2 separate regions of the Sus scrofa genome follow, and region 2 is linked to region 1. Evidence: chromatin contacts called from public Hi-C data. All regions are on one chromosome and are shown on one strand. The core of a region is the stretch at or near the end of the contact, and the rest is flanking DNA. Distances in the headings are between cores, read along the strand shown. Region 1 has its middle 350 kb from the start of TNP1. Region 2 has its middle 490 kb from the start of TNP1.

Evidence for each region. Hi-C and Micro-C count contacts between places; a contact is called where the count stands out from the background.
Region 2: a contact with region 1 is called in a Hi-C map of liver, with 8 times the contacts expected there. The contact joins two enhancer-like sites. A contact is called at or near these places in 3 of 47 Hi-C or Micro-C datasets (liver and skeletal muscle).

What each region holds. Positions count from the first base shown.
Region 1 is chr15:119,383,920-119,389,246 of Sscrofa11.1, reverse strand. No RefSeq gene overlaps it. Among named protein-coding and RNA genes, the nearest start is that of TNP1, 350 kb to the right of the region's middle. Within about 2 kb of position 2,011, at least 4 of the 83 cell types and tissues checked have an H3K27ac peak or open chromatin away from gene starts, as enhancers often do. A contact at or near this core is called in liver, where this site is marked.
Region 2 is chr15:119,529,407-119,534,733 of Sscrofa11.1, reverse strand. No RefSeq gene overlaps it. Among named protein-coding and RNA genes, the nearest start is that of TNP1, 490 kb to the right of the region's middle. Within about 2 kb of position 2,608, at least 7 of the 83 cell types and tissues checked have an H3K27ac peak or open chromatin away from gene starts, as enhancers often do. A contact at or near this core is called in liver, where this site is marked.

The DNA.
Region 1 (5,327 bases), core at 762-3,261:
ACCTAGTTACATTAGATTTTAGATCAACAAAGGATAAATTGAAGTTCCCATTGTGGCTCAGTGGATTAAGGACCTGATGTAGTCTCCATGAGGATTCAGGTTCAATGCCTGGCCTCTCTCAGTGGGTTAAGGATCCCACATTGCCATAAGCTGAAGCATAGGTAGGTCACAGATGTTGCTCAGATAGGCTGTGATGTAGGCATCAGCTACTGCTAAGATTTGACCCCTAGCCTGGGAACTTCTATATGCTGCGGGTGCAGCCGTAAAAAAGAAAATAAACAAATTTAGTATTAGAATGTCCAAATATTGTACAGAGCATATTTATCCTTAAAAAAAATATTCGTTGTTTATTTGAAATTCAGTTTTAGCTGGATCTCCTACATTTTTACTGTCTGGTTGCTGCTGAACATCCAAAATGCACAGAGTAGTGCTCTCTCCCCAAATATCAACAGGGCTGAAGTTGGGAAACCCAACAGTAGATGATGGTGATACAAGTACAGTTCAATGCCAGAGAGTAGACGATTTTATATTCTGAACATGCTGAATGAAATACACATCTTTTACAGAGTCAGTAATATACATTTATATGTATTGACTTTTTCAGCTCTAACTTTCAACTTTTCAGGAAGGGTGTCATGGGATTGGGGTCCCTCATCTCTGAAGAATGGGCTAGTAGGTAGTTGTAGTAAGCTGAATAAACGTCCCTAAAGAGATCAAGTCCTAATCCCTGGAACCTATAAATATTACCTTATTTGGAAAAGGGGTCTTTGCCAGTGTGACAGAATGAAGGGTCTTGAGATGAGGAGATTATTTTGGATTACATAGTGGACACAAAGTGCATCACAAGACTCCTTATAAGAGAGAAGAAGAGAGAGAGAGTTGGCACCCATGGAGGAGAAGGCAATGTGATGGAAGTGGAGAAAGATATGGAGATATTGGTCTTGATGCTGAAGTGAAGCAGTCACAAGTCAGCAGTCACAAGTCAGCCGCCACCAGAAGCTGGAAAAGCAAGGACCCAACTCTCCAATACAATCTCTGGAGGGAGTGCAGCCCTTTGACCCCTTGATTTCAGCTCAGTGAAACTTACTTCAAGTAAGTTTGAAACTTACTTCAAACTTCTAGCCTCTAGAATGCTGAGAGAATACATCTCTGTTGTTTTAAGCCACCAAGTTGGTGAAAACTTGTTACTGCAGCCACAGGAAATTCATACAGGGTTCCTCTGAGGATCAAAGCCAGAATCCACTCTTTCCAGGAGGGCATGGGTCAGTGACCAAACAAACATGTTCTCCTGGATCCCAGACGAGGACCAGAGGCAACATGGTCCTTGTTAATGTTCACCTTTGTTTCTTTAACACAGGGTATTCCCAGGGATGGCTTGCGAGCTCCATAATTCCCTGTGGCTGGCAAATGAGTAACTCCTCAGATCTTCCTAGGATTTTAGCAGGAAATACATGTATGTCTAGGTACTGTGAAGCCCATGTCTAGAATATTGGAAGAAAATTGCCTAAATGGAGGGTTAGCTACATCTGTTTCCCAGCAATTGTGAGTCAACATAGCTATGGCCATTGAGCTGGCTCTGGGAGGACAGAAGACTTTGTGCCATGTAAGTCCCATCTACATGGGACCATAGGATTGGGGAAAATGAACTTTTTGTTTAGAGGGGAAATTATTTTATGTTGTGTGGTGTGGTATATGCGTGTGTTTTCTGGAAGGTCACATTTAGGGTCTCTGGGAAATACCTTGTGAAGAGGTTGAGTTTCAGACAATAGCTGCTCATTTCTTTGAAAGCCTCCACAAATTTGGCTGTGCTATGGGGGTGGGTGGCCAACAGCAGGAAAATTACACACTTCCAAATGAAAAATAGAAAAACATGTGAAACTGCCAAGAGTGATAAGTTGTTCTTATCTGTGGAATAACTAGAAAACATCCCGTGGTTATTATAGAGGAACAAACAAGCAGAGACTCTGTGGTCTGTTATGGGTCTGTACCTCTGGCTGTCATCCCAACTCTCTTCCTGCCTGCTGGAGCCAAACCTGGGACTTGAGTATTTTCAAAACAACCCATGGAAGTTCTATGAGCTTTACCAATTTGGTATTGGGATATCAGCAGTTATCTCTTTGTCGCCCTAGTTTCTGGAGAAAGATGCCAAGTTACTCACTTTACTAGAATGCAGTAGAGAGAATGGTTGAGAGGTGGGAAGGAGGGTGTGTAGTCTTGAAACAGCTACAGCTCAAACAGCTGTATCCTGCTGGGCCTGAATATTCCTCGAACAACATGAAGATGGCTGGAGTTCAATGAGTGGTCAGCCTTACCTCCAAGGGGCAGGATGCTCAGAGGAAAGTCTTGCTCCAGATGGCCTCTTGAAATCACTCATTGCTTTTGACCTAAAAAAAAAACAAGCTTTGGGGATCAAGAGTCTTGGGAGAGATTTTCATTCCTGGATTGCAATCTAGACTCTACATTCTCCTAGCTTTGTAACTTTGGACAAATTACTAAGAACCTCCCTAAGTCTTAGGGTCTCTAAATGTAAAATTAGAAGAAAAATACCTACACTATAGCATTGTACCAATCATGTGATAAAACACATAATGTGCTTAGCACAAAGGCCTGGTATAGGGCAAGAACTCAATAAATATCAACTACTATGAGATGCTTCATTGGGGCATTGGGCAATCTTCCCAGAGGAGGTAGGTGAAACTACTGCGCTTTACTGTGTACAAAGAGCTTTCCATACATGTCACACTAGTCTCAATAGTAGACATGAGTTTTTCCAAATTGTTCTGACAATATGGAACACATTATCATACTAAGCAGCTGTCACTGTGCTGCATTTATAGGACCCCACCTGTCACAAAGAATGCAAATCATGCTCCACAAATACCTGAGATCATGCCCTCTGTGCATGGATGTGTTTGTGTGTGGGTTGAAAATATCTGGACCCTACAATTTTATGTAAAAGTTAGCTAATACTTTAATCCAAAAGCTTTTATCTCCTATGCTTTCAGCTTGAGAACACTAGAATAGTGAGGTATACAAATGTGTGGATAAAAATAGTTATTTTACTTTATTTTCTTTGCAGATATCCTTCAGTAGTCAAGGCAGAGTGTGCCTAAAATCTCCTATGGTAGCCCTTTTATTTTTTAACTTTTTAAAATTTCATTTTATTTTTATTGGAGTATAGTTGATTTACATTTACAATACTGTGTCAATTTCTGCTGTACAGCATAATGACCCAGTCATACATACATATACATTCTTTTCCTTATATTATCTTCCATCATGTTCTATCCCAAGACACTGAATATAATTCCCTGTGCTGTACTGCAAAGCAAATTATTATGGTAGCCCTGTATTCTGACATTGCAAACCAAAATGTGTTTCTGTAGCAGGTCCACTGGCTGAAGGAGATTTTTTCATATTTCATCTCTCACCAGCAAGACTGCAAAAAAATATTTCTCCTCTAACACATTCTGCCCACCTTGCTCTGTTCAGAGAAGAATTTACAAAATAAAAATCTGATTTTGCTGCTCTCTCCTTTGGTGACCCTCTGCTCTAGAGGAGGGCTTCTCAACCTTGGCATGGTTGACATTTGGGGAGGATAACTCTATTGTGGGAACTTATCTGTACATTGCCATGTTAGCTGTACTCTTGGCCTCGCCTCAAAAGATGCCAGTAGAATTTCTTGACTTGTGATTACCACAAATACAGAGAGACATTGTCAAATATCCCCTAGGGAGCCAGATAACCCCCGGTTAAGAGACAATGATGCAGGGTACTCTCATCTCCTTATCTGGCTCACAAGGTCCTTCATGCTTCCAACTCAATTTTCTCTGTTGGCTGTGCTCTCAACACAGCCTCTCTGCTCTCTGGGGCAGCCAACTGGAAACTATTTCAGGTCCCTGACCATGGCTCTTTCACTTTTGCTCCTTCTAATTCTGAGCGAGGGGGCCTCAGTATTTTTCCTGTCACAGTACTTACTTCATTATAACTGCCTATATATTTTTCTGTAACATTCTTCTTCTCCATTGCCCTCCTACGGCCTGTAAGCATGATGAGGGCAGGGACCCTATCTTCTATACTCACTTCTGTATCCCAGTAACTAGTACAATGCCTGTCATAACATAAATGCTCAATAAATATTCATTTAATGCGCTCTTTAAAAATCACTCTCTAGAAGAAAGGAATTTTTCCTTGGAGCCCTTTAATTTGTGGAGGCCATAAATAGGTCTTGCTGACTGTTTGTCCATACATTAGTGAATCTTAATTATAGGATGGATGTTCTGGATTTTGAGGTTGATTTCATCAATCTCCCTGACTCTATGCAAGTTTATGCTTGAACATTCTCGGCAGATGATTGTCATTAGCTCTTAACATATGATCATCAAAACATTTTTAAAAGGCATAAAGGGGGCCTGGAGCCAGCAAGTCCCAGATCTGGCCTCTGAGCTCCTAAAAGAATGAAAGCCAGCACAGCATGGAGCAGGATAAAAATCCAGTTCAGTGCAAACACAGTTAATAAGGGAGCCCTAGAGTATGAAAAGTTGCTGACAAAAATCAGGACTATTTAGTCTAGAGGAGAAGATTGAGAAGCAATCTGATAGTGGTGCTTTAAACCACCTGTAGCCTGGGGCCGATGCAAACAATTCAGATGGATGGTCTGTTTGAGGTGAGTGGACAGGCCCAAACTTGTGTCTACTGAGAGGGGCTTGCTTGTTAAAAGAATTTAAGTGGGCACTTTCTAAGGTGTAATTTCAACTGAGCTTTTGGAGCAAGTCTGAGAGCAAAGAGTAAAACAAACTTTGCTTAGGGACTGTCCCCAAATTTCTGACAAATAGGCTATTTACTATGGATTTAAATTTGGGACTAAATGAGAGTTGCAGGCCATCTGGTTTTTCCCCTTGGCTCCAGACAAGACAGCATTCAAACTACGGCAGATGTTTGCTGATCTTATAAAACACACGCACACCCACACACCCACCCACACACACACACACCCACCCCTACCTTTGCACAGAAATACGTACTAGTTCATGCTATTCCCTATGATACATAGGGCTAGATGCCCCTTTTCTTCCCAGGTCCATTTTATAACTGGCTCTTTAATTGTTGCTTATATATCTAGTTGCCTGTATCTTTGTTGAGATTTATTACAGAATGCTGGAAGAAAATTTAGAAGTCCTATTTCAATCTCTTCATTGTGTAGAAGATGAAGCTGAGGCATAGAGAAAATAAAGAACTTTTCCAAAGATCAGAGAGATTTAGAATATTAGGGCCACTGCCAGTTTATTGATCAACTCCCAATAGCATCCTCTACTTAAGAATAATGA
Region 2 (5,327 bases), core at 1,359-3,858, 140 kb before region 1:
GATTCCCATGGGACAGCAACCATTCTATGATTCTAGTTTCCAGGTAGACCCAGCTCTGGGCTCTGGTAGTACCACCACTCTCCTTTGCCTCTCTAGCCCTGGGGGTGGCTGTGAAGTTTCTATGTTGCTGCTATCTGATGGCTTTCCTCATCCTCTCTTCTTTTCATCATGTGTACAAGAACTCTTAATATTAAATGCCTATTGTTTATAGTACCTGGATGACTTCTGTTTCCTGATTAGACCCTGTTCTGATACACACTATATGGTAGATTATATCACCTTGCTTTGTCTTTCCCCATAGTTCCTTTCATAAGTTATCATTATTTACTTGTTTATTTGCTTAACAGCATCCTGTCTATTTCCCACATCAAACTATGATCTTCAAGAAAAGGCCTATGACCTATATTTGGCCACCATCAGAGCCTCAGTATCTTCAAGTCCCAGGTGATCAATAATACTTTATTAAAAGAAATATGAGAAAAAGTATATGTGTGTGTATACACACACACACACACATACACACACACACACACACACACACACATATATATATATAGCTGGGTCACTATGCTGTACAGCAGAAATTGACACAGCACTGTAAGTCAACTCTAATTAAAAAAATAAAAAAATAAACCAAGTGCTTAGGTTTTTAAACCTTGGATACATGAACCACTCAGAAACACTTGGATGAGCTTCAGGAGATAAATAAACCTTTTGAAATTCAATACAAATATTTGCATGAACTTGTGTATGTGTATTTTTCCCCCCATGGGCAAAAGTCCATAACTTTCTTTAGTGTTTCAGCATTCTAAGACCTGAAAGTTAAGGAACAGTGTACCTAGTGGGAGAGATATACACATGTAAAACTCTTATTAGGGTTTTATAATATTGATATTAATAAAAGTATATGGGAGCACAGAGAAAGAATAAGTCTTTCCAACTGTTTAAACCAAAAACTGAGAAGTTATCCTTGACAGCTCATTTTCTCATATTTTTTTCACATCCAAATCCATCAGCAATTATATCAGTTGGCTCTGCTTTCAAAACACATCCAGAATTCAATCTCTATCATCATGAACCTAGTCTGAGCCACCATTATCTTTTCTGGATGAATGGAAAAAGGCTCTTGCCCTGCCGCTTCAGCTATTCCCCTTAAATAGTCCGTTTTCATCAGAGTGGCTCAAAGTCTGACAAGAGTCAGATTGTGTCACTTATGTGCTAAAAACTCTCCAGTGGTTCCCATCTCACCCAGACTAGAGCTGAAGGCCTCCCTAAGTGCTCTGTAAGCCAGCTTCTTACTGTCTTTCGCTGTCCTCATTTCCTCCCCCTCTCTCCATGGACAAGTCAACATACCTTGTGGCTATTTCTTTTCCCACCACAGGACCTTTTCTTTGGCTCTTTCCTCTGCTGGAATGCTCTTCTCCCATACAGCTGCTTCTTTTTTCCTTCATCCCTTTCAGGTCTCTGCCCACACCATAACAAATGCCCCTACTCCCCCCTTCTCTATGCTGCTAATCCTTCTTTATTTTATCCATAGCATAGATCATCATCTGATATACTATTTAATTTATTTATTTATTTATTACTTATCCCTTCCACTAGAATATGAGCTCCAACAGGGCAAGGGTTTTTTTTTTTTTTAATTCAAGCCTTGAACAGTGCCTGGTATGTGGTAGATTCTCAATGTATGTTTGTTGAGGGAGTGTGACACTGGTGATATTTAGAGAAACTTAAAGGATGAGGAGGATTTGGAGGGGCAAAGATGGATGGGTGATAGCAAGGGACAAAAGTAAGTGACAAGCATCTGTCAAGGTCTGTTGAGGCAAAGTATTTTCCTTGTGAGTATGCTATAGTTTCAGAAATTTATATTCACCCATCAACCATTTCCCCTTCCCAGAAATCTCACCTAGATAAATTCATAGCTGAACAGAGATTCTACCTCACATACAGAATTGACTCTATTATTATTATTAGTAGTAGTAGTAGTAGTAATAGTAATTATTTGCTTAGTCCGTGGGTATAAGTGGAAGAATTCAACTCCCAGGCTAAGGGATTTAGAGTTTAGTTAGCTATTGATGTTTCAGGGTAAATTTTTGACATTTGACATACCTCATGAATAACACAACAGGTGATTGCATTGGGGGGCAGGAATTGATGGTAGAAGTAGAGCAAAGTTAGTGAGAGGGAGAAAGAGAGAAGGAGAGTGATGGAGAGAGAGAGAGAGAGAGATTGAGACTGAGGCACAACAAAAACTTACTGAAGAGTTTGAGGAGTTCCAGGTCATCCAATAACTCTTTTCCAGCCTCTCTCATCTGTCATCCTGAAATGCTGGGGAGATTGACTTCAAGGAACACAGTCAACTTTTGTTTTTGGAGACTGCAGGGTAAATATTACAGATCTGGAACTGTTGGCCCAAAACTTCAAAGCCTTGAATAAAGCTGCTGGATGATTTGGAAGCCACCTGGCAGGAAATTTAACTTTTGCAGTTTTTTTTCCCTTCCCATTCCTTAATTCCTACCTGCCTCCCCCTTCCTCCCCAGCACCAAATGAGCTATTTGGATGCCATAGATGCAGTTTAGACTTGGGTACCAGCCAAGGTCACGAGGCTCTGTGTATAAGAAGTGAATGCCAGCTGTATTTTAGGCAGAGTTTCCAAGGCCAGAGAGGCAGAGAGGGGGGGTGTGGGCTTCCTGACCCTGGATTTTCTTCTCTCTTTCACACACACACACACACACACACACACACACACACACAATCCCTTTCTACTTCTAATTTCCTGCTTCCAGAAAGAATGATGTGACAACTTTCTGTCCCTATGGACACACTAACTCTACATGAAAGGGCAATAATAGACAATAGTCAGTAAGGAATCAAAGAAACAAAAATAATAGCTAGACCAGAGGAGTCTCCAAAAGTTAACAAGCGCTTTTGAAATCTAAATCCACACTCTGGAGGAGGGCAGTAAGTATAATAAATTGTGAGAACCCAATTCAAACAAATATGTAATTATAATTGTTAGGAATTATATAAACATGGTTCTAATTCATGAGTTGGCTAATTACTGTCACTGGTTCCAATGTTAAAATTAAGTTCAAGGCTTTCTTCTGTATTACATGTAACAATAAATGGTATTTACCTATCTCTATTTATATAATGGCTGAGTGTTTGCATTCTGTTTCAGGTATATTCTACATGCATTATCCTTGGTGTGGCCTACAATTCAATCTTAATTTCTGCCTTCTAAATTCTTAAAATTAGTTCTATCCACTATAGTGCTTAATATTATAACATGGTACTCCAAAACATGATGCCCATAAAAATCTGCCTAATGTGAAAAACTAAAATCAAAGTGAAGAATAGCTTAAGATATGCATCCTAATTAATTTAATGGAGCACCTCCTTGTGTATCATTGTGAATATCTCATTTGACCTAGGGTGCCTGGTCTGTATATTTTAGCCTCTTTAAAAACCTAAAACATATTTAAGTAGTGATTTATAAATGTGAATTATTCAATCACCAAGTAGTTTTTTTTAGGATCTTTTCTCTTTTTTTAAAAAAAATATTATAGTTGATTTACAATGTTCTGCCAAATTCTGCTGTACAGCAGAGTAACCCAGTCTTAACATATATACACTTTCTTTTTCTCACATTACCCTCCATTACGTTCCATCACAAGTGAATCACCAAGTAATTTTTGACCATCTGCTATGAACGAGGAATGATGTCAGGGACATTTGACATCTGAAGATACAGAGTGAAAGGAATGAAGTCTTTGCCTCCAGAAATTCAGATTGTTAAAAGGTTCCAGCCAGCAGTCTGAGGTGATGGATGCTGTGATACAGGTAGTTGACTCAGGATATGGTGGGAGCCTCCAGGAAGCGTACCTGACCTCCAAGATGTTCTCTGGGGAAGGAATCCTGGAGGATGTGATGAGGTTTTTAAGGATTAGCAGGACCTGGCCGGGTAGAGGGGATGGAGTGGACTAGCCAAGAAAGAGAATACAGAGAGTGGTTTGCAGTCTCCCCAGGAAGACTTATATCACTAAGATTCTGTGCATAGAGTGTCCAGAGCTTAGAGTTTCCAGTAGCAAGATAATTGGTAAAAACAAAACTAAACAAGATCTTAAAACATTGAAAAAACAAAGCCTAAACCTAATACATTGTAAGCTAAAGGGGTAGGGGTTCCTGGGATCAAGACTGCATTTCAGAAGGAACTTCTCTTTTAACCCCAAATCATCATCATCCCAAGAACTGGGTCCAGTTTGATCAGTTAACATTCAGAGCTCCTGAAGAAATGACTTATTAAATTAAATTCTGTAGTGTAATAAACACTAATTTAAAAAAAAATACCCAGGGCAAATAGAATTTGTTGGGTGCAACACATCTTAATTTTCAGAGTTATAACAAACATTGTCACCACCAGATGTTGATTGACTCATTAGGGTTGGTGAACTTTTAAGGATTGGCAGGTTTTTAAAGTCTTTGGTAATGCAATGCTAAGAGATAGTGGTTTTCAGGGACTCTAAGGCAAGCTCTAGAGTGGAGGATCATCTTTGGCTCTTCTCCTTAGAGAAGATAACAGATGGAAGAAGAAGAGGAAGAAATCTTTCCAGTGTGACCTCAGCAAGAAGCCATGTGTCCTGGTTGGGATTGGAGATCCTGCTTTGGATCCAGCTTGGAGGCTTGGCTTGGGGCTAAGGGGAGGTCTCTGGAGCTGAAGGTAGAAGCCCAGGTCCTCTATTTACTAGTCAAGAGTCCTACTCTGTGCCTCTATCTCCCTATCTATAAAATAAGGACATTTAGTCCTCACTATTCCTACCACTCCTACCACTTGGGGCTCTGTGAGAATTTAATATAAGTTACTGTGTGTCCAACACTTAGACCAATGCTTGCACCCAGTGAGCTTTCCATAAATGTTAGCTACTGTCATGCTGTGTTGCTCCCATTGTAAATTAAGTGGAACATCTAGCACAGTAATTAAATGAGGTAAGCATTCATTTCTATCTCTTTCAATAAAGAAAATAGAAAAAGGACAGAATGAACTTCTTTGCAGAACAGATACTGACTCACAGACTTTGAAAAACTTATGGTCTCCAAAGGAGACATTTTGGGGGGTGAGGGGATGTTCTGGGGTTGTGGGATGGAAATCCTATAAAATTGGATTGTGGTGATCATTGTACAACTATAAATGTAATGAATTCATTGAGTAATAAAAAAAAGAAACAACAACAAAAAAGAAAACAGATATACGGTGAGAGGTATGATGGAAAGAATATAGTCTAGGTGGTAGGGGGCTTGGCTGGGTGACATATTGATGACCCACTCAA